2 separate regions of the Sus scrofa genome follow, and region 2 is linked to region 1. A link is a contact called in public HiChIP or PLAC-seq data. All regions are on one chromosome and are shown on one strand. Each heading gives the region's core, a stretch centred on a gene start, on an enhancer-like site or on the middle of the called end of the contact. The rest is flanking DNA. Distances are from core to core; before and after follow the strand shown.

Region 1 (2,700 bases), core at 38-2,537:
TTATAGGGCCCCTCCTGTGGCATATTGAGGTTCCCAGGCTAGGGGTCTAATCGGAGCTGTTGCCACCAGCCTATGCCAGAGCCACAGCAATGCAGGATCTGAGCTGTGTCTGCAAACTACACCACAGGTCACGGCAAAACTGGATCCTTAACCCACTGAGCAAGGCCAGGGTTCAAACCTGCAACCTCATGGTTCCTAGTTGGATTTGTTAACCACTGAGCCACGACAGGAACTCCTAAAGAACTTTTAATGTACAAAGTTTATGGGCAATTATCTATAATCTAAAGAAAAATAAAATTATTTGTTCCCGGAGTAGGGAATCTTAGAGCAGGTTTTTGTTGTTGGTTTTTAAAGTAAGTTATAATCAGCAGTTTCTGCACATGAAAATATACATTAAATTTTCTTATCACAAAGAGTTTGAACCCAGCTAAAAATTCAGGGTCCAGAAAATGCTGGATCATGCAGCAGGATGAAAGCCTACAGTCCATGCCACTTAAGTAAACCTTTCTAGTTTTTTATTAAAAGCTGTGCAAATGTCCAGACAAAATCCACCCTTCCTTTATATCTGGAAGGTTTTTTATAACTAAATAAAACTCTTTAGAGATTAGCTGGAGTTAAATAGAGGAGGGGAAAATGAAATAAACTCAAACTGGACCATTGCACAATACACAGTTTCTACCTAATATATTAATGCAATACCAATTTAGTAAAAATCAAGTGATCTGACAACACAAACTTTGCCAAACTCCTGTGATATTAAGCTATTTCTTGGCATCCATATTTATTGACTGTCAATACTTCAAGTCACTAAATCACCTCAATGTTTGTGTTAAACAAACTCGAGTATAAAGCAATTAACCAACCAAGAAAAATTTCTAACAGCTGTCATTTAATTACAAAGCCATCCTAGAGCCCAAGTAGATCCCTGAAATGAAGAAGGTACTTCATGCCCTCTCTTCCACTCTCATCCCCCTTTGTGGATAAACGAATTGAGTAAACAGAAACCTCAAAGTTACGGCCACCAAGCAGCCAAACAGTCTGGAAGTAACTTACTATTTCCTGGAAGACATGAGTCTAATGATGAACTTAAACAATGGTAAAACTCTTTACCACCAGGAAGGTTACAAGTGAGGCGTTTTTGGGTCAGAATTCAGGAAATCAGAAAGTACTTACAATCATTATAAACGTGCCCAAGAACTCGGAGAGCATTTCTTTAGCTAAGCTGTTCTTCAAGACCAGTCTCTGCTTCAAGCTTTTTTTCTTTTGTTCCATCTCAGGCTGCATCTTGGGTCTTCTCCAACGACCACTGTTTTCTGCTATACCTGCCTCTGGTCCCTACTTCAATGGCATATGAAATAGAAGTTTTGACAGCTACTCACTGATTCCTGGAGGTGCTTCCAGCTACTCACGAGATTCACTGGGTGTCTAAATCCAGTTCCAATTAGAGCCTGTGGCTCTAATCCTCTTGTGGTGAAATCATTATCCCCCGTTTGCTGCTGTTTATTTGAAATGACGAATTAGAACCTGAAATTCCCAAAACAATCCTTTTTGTGCCTGATGGATTAATCATTACCTTTATTCTCAAAGTATTTTTTTCTCTGTTGGGTTTTTTTTTTTTTCTTCAAGAGATGAGAAAAGAGATGTGTTGGTTGTGTTGCCAAACCACAGCGATGGGCTCTAGTCCAGGAGAGATTTACATATTGCACAATTGCAAGCTTCTGATTTTTTTTCCCTCTATTTAAAAGTGGTTGTTTGAGGTGTAGTTTGGAATTGTCTAATACATTCAGCGTAAGCTTTCTTTTCTGAAGGAAATTTCATGCAAACTGGAGAACACGAAGAAAATATAAACGTGTTGTTCTACAAGATTAATCCCTTTTGTTTTCTCCCAGTAACATTTCTGTGATTTAAGGACACATCCTTTAAAAGTGTTAAGAAACACTGCATTCATTCTGGAGGTGAAGAAATTAACATAGAGAGAGACCTTTACAAGTTACCCAACCAAGTCTGTAGGATGGGTCTCCTCCTCTCTTACTGTACTGAGGGTTCATCTGCAAATAGTTTGGGATCAAGAATCAGAAAGACAGACGGAGTTCCTGTCACAGCTCAGCAGAAACAAATCTGACTAGCATTCATGAGGAAGCAAGTTCGATCCCTGGCCTTGCTCATTGGGTTAAGGATCTGGTGTTGCCATGAGCTGTGGTGTAGGCCAGTGGCTACAGTTCCGATTTGATCCCTAGCCTGGGAACCTCTATATGCCACAGGTGCAGCCCTAAAAAGACAAAAAAAAAAAAAAAAAAAAAAAAAAGAATCATAAAGACAGAGAAGCCAATTTCTTAAGAAGCATTCCTGTTTGGAAACCAAGTTGCTCTCCTTCATTTACTGTGAAGTATTTAGGCAAAATATCTAGCAAATAAACAATAGTAACTTGAAAGTCTATGCTGCTTGGAGATCACTGAACCAGAAAGAGGTCAACCTGAGTATATGCCACCCTATTTAAAAAAGCAAGGGGGTAACTATATCTAAACCAGGCTCCTAGGTTCTTTCTTTTAAGTTTGATGAATTAACCTCCTTGTAAGCAACAATCTGTGTTTAGGACTTGCTTCACACCATGTCAAATATTCAACCCTTGTTTTTCAAAACTGGTTGGTAGGAAGAAGTGGAATCCAGCAGTTGTTTCTGAATACCAAGGCAGTCCCATGG
Region 2 (2,700 bases), core at 96-2,595, 420 kb after region 1:
AACCAAAAAAAAAAACCATTCTCACGAAGTCAAAATAGTTGTCTTTACTAGGAAGCTCCCAAGTGATCACTTGTCCCTTTTGCTGAGTGATAGAAGTTCCTTTTCTGATTTTCTTTTCTTTAGCCACCCAATAAATGGGGAGGGAAAGTTACATCTCATGCCCTCTACTCTTTATGACACTATATTCATGCCCCCAATTCTAACTATTAAACATCCCTCTCCAGTTAGGATGCCTCTATTTTCCCATCCTTCTTCTCTCTTAAGCCTCATGACCACTTCTCCAGTTTTTAACCTGATAGAATCAACTTCTATCAACCCAGCTCCCCTAAGTGAAATCAACCTCAGATCTACTCCCCTCCCCAACTTTTCTATTTTTATTACTAGTGCCTCCAGTACAGGCAAGAAACTTCAGCCGTCTCTGTCAACTACACATCAAATTATTCCATATCTGATGTAATTTTCCCAATCCTACAATGACCCTTATAGTTAGTTCACTTTCTTAAACCTCCTTGTCGAGAGGCTCTCTGAAAATATTCTCCTACTGTCTTCTGCCTCTTACTCCCTCAAAACTATCCTGCACAAACCTGCTAAAATAAGGTTAAAAAAAAATCATGTTCATTATATCGATCCTCTGCTAAATTCCATTAACTCTATCATCTAAATGTTAGCCAAACTTTCTTTGCCTATAAGCCATTTTTTTAATTCCCCTCTTCCCACTTCCTGTAAAAAGAGAATCTAGAGATGAAATTGACAGGATGTTTGGGGCACGACTGGGGTGGTGGGCAAAGGCAAAAAAATTTGGGATACAGACCGTCCGTTCGGAAAACCGACACAGAAGCTGAGTACGTAAAACGAGGAGGAGCACGGGAAGCCATCCCACATGCGCTCCATGCCTGGCTGGACGCGGTCAGCTCTACGGCTGTAGGCCGGCTACTCGCCCGCGGACCTCGCAAAGAGCTGACTGTGACAAGGTCACCTTCCGAGGAAAGGATCGGGGTGGGGGAGGGGAGGGGCGCGTCCCGGCTAGCCCGAACCCAAGGAGACCGGCGGTGACTCCGCGGGACCCAGGCTTACACGTTGCGCAAAAGTCTCTCCTGGCGCTTCAACGTTTCCCGCAGCTCTGCCAAACTCCGCTGACCCAAGTCCTCGGGAGGTTGGGGCTCGAAGCCGCGAGGCAGCGAGGACATTCTGCGGGAGCTGAGGCTGGCGAGGCGGCGGGCACTCGACGTCCGCGACAGCTCCCGCTGCGGGCGCCGGATCCGCGGCGGGCAGGGACTCCGGCGAATGAGCGGGAGTCGCCATTTTCCCGGAAGAACAGGGCTTCTTCTAGCCGAATCGAGCTTTATTGAAACGCCGGAAACAAACACGGACAGGGAGGAGGGGGTGGCCGGAGGGGCGGGAAGAGGCGGGAGTTGCGGTGAGACGTCACACGCCGGCCGGGCATGTTTGGCGTGGTCAGTCTGTTACCAGTTTCAGCTCTTCGCCTGTTTATTCAGAAAGTATTTGGTGAGTGCCCCGCTCCCAACTGTTAAGGTGTTTACCGCGTGGGGGAGAGGGTCAGATGCTTATCAGGTGACAGTCAAACAATATAATTGTACGATGGGCCCTGGCATCTGAGAAGTACAAGAGGAAATCTGAGTGATGAGTTACCATTGATAATGTTGGGGAATGTGCCGGATAGGGCATGGGAGGCCCCGGCCCATGGCGTGGCCCGCCTAGTCCGAGGTTCAGTGAAGTTAGCAGATATTAACGTTGGAAGAACCTTTAAGGACTACCAGCGTTTCTTAATGAGGCTCCGGCGTTTGGAGCAGGAGTCTTCTTTTGCGGCACTGAATTAGGCATTGCATATCTGGTATTTGGCTTCTGTGCATTAATTGCTTTAGCACTCCTGAGTCCTTATAACAGTACCAAACGCATCCCACCCACTACCATCCCCAGCACGCTCATACACACAATTCCAAAGGCCCGCAAGAGGTGATGGGGTGGGAGGTGCTGTACAAGCCAGTTGAGAACCTCTCACAATTCCGTATTTTCCTGCAGAAAAACAGACAAAAACTGATGTAAGTTTTCCCAGGGCATGAAACTAGTAAGTGACAACACCAGATATTAAACTCAAAAGCCCAGCTGCTCTACCACACCAGTTTGAAAATCTTCCAAACTGTAAGAAGGTGTTTTAAGCTGTTGAGGAAAGCAATGCAGTAAGCATCACATCTAGTGCTTAGCTTCTCTTAATAGTTAAGCTAGGAGGGCTGTTTCCCAAAGGAAATAGTAGGAAGCATGCTAGTCTCACAGCATACATCACTTGGGAGGTTTGAAAAACCCCATAACCTCCAACACCAGCCTCCCCCTTCTTTGATATGGAAAATTTACATTTTCTCAGTCTTTTGTAAGGTGATATGATAAACACAAGCAATTCCCTCCCAATCAGACAGAAGCTCTAAATAAAATCGGAAACTGCTTCAGGGTGCACAGTTGAAACCGTTTTTGTGTCCTTGTAATCTGGTCCATTCTGATCAGTTTTAACTAATGTATTAACATTCTCAACATAAGGCCTGCTTTTAAGCCCAAGGATTTCACTAACCTGCTCCAGCCCTGGCTAAGTGAGAAACATTTGAGTAAGGCCTTTATCAGTTAGCTGTCCCCTGGCAAGCTCCTGCAAAACCATCATCATCCTGCCCCTGGACCTCACCTGAAGGCCTT

Evidence for each region. HiChIP or PLAC-seq counts read pairs in DNA pulled down with a chosen protein or histone mark.
Region 2: a contact with region 1 is called in an H3K27ac HiChIP or PLAC-seq map of alveolar macrophages. The contact joins the promoter of POLR2M here to the promoter of AQP9 in region 1.

The regions. Positions count from the first base shown.
Region 1 is chr1:113,847,165-113,849,864 of Sscrofa11.1, forward strand. It overlaps AQP9 (aquaporin 9), which reads right to left and starts at 1,288. Exons shown (of 6, transcript NM_001112684.1): 1 at 1,174-1,288. The coding sequence starts at 1,284.
Region 2 is chr1:114,265,517-114,268,216 of Sscrofa11.1, forward strand. It overlaps POLR2M (protein GRINL1A), which reads right to left and starts at 1,346. Exons shown (of 4, transcript XM_005659563.3): 1 at 1,075-1,346. The coding sequence starts at 1,187. It overlaps LOC102160652 (a long non-coding RNA gene), which reads left to right and starts at 1,171. Exons shown (of 4, transcript XR_300957.3): 1 at 1,171-1,506.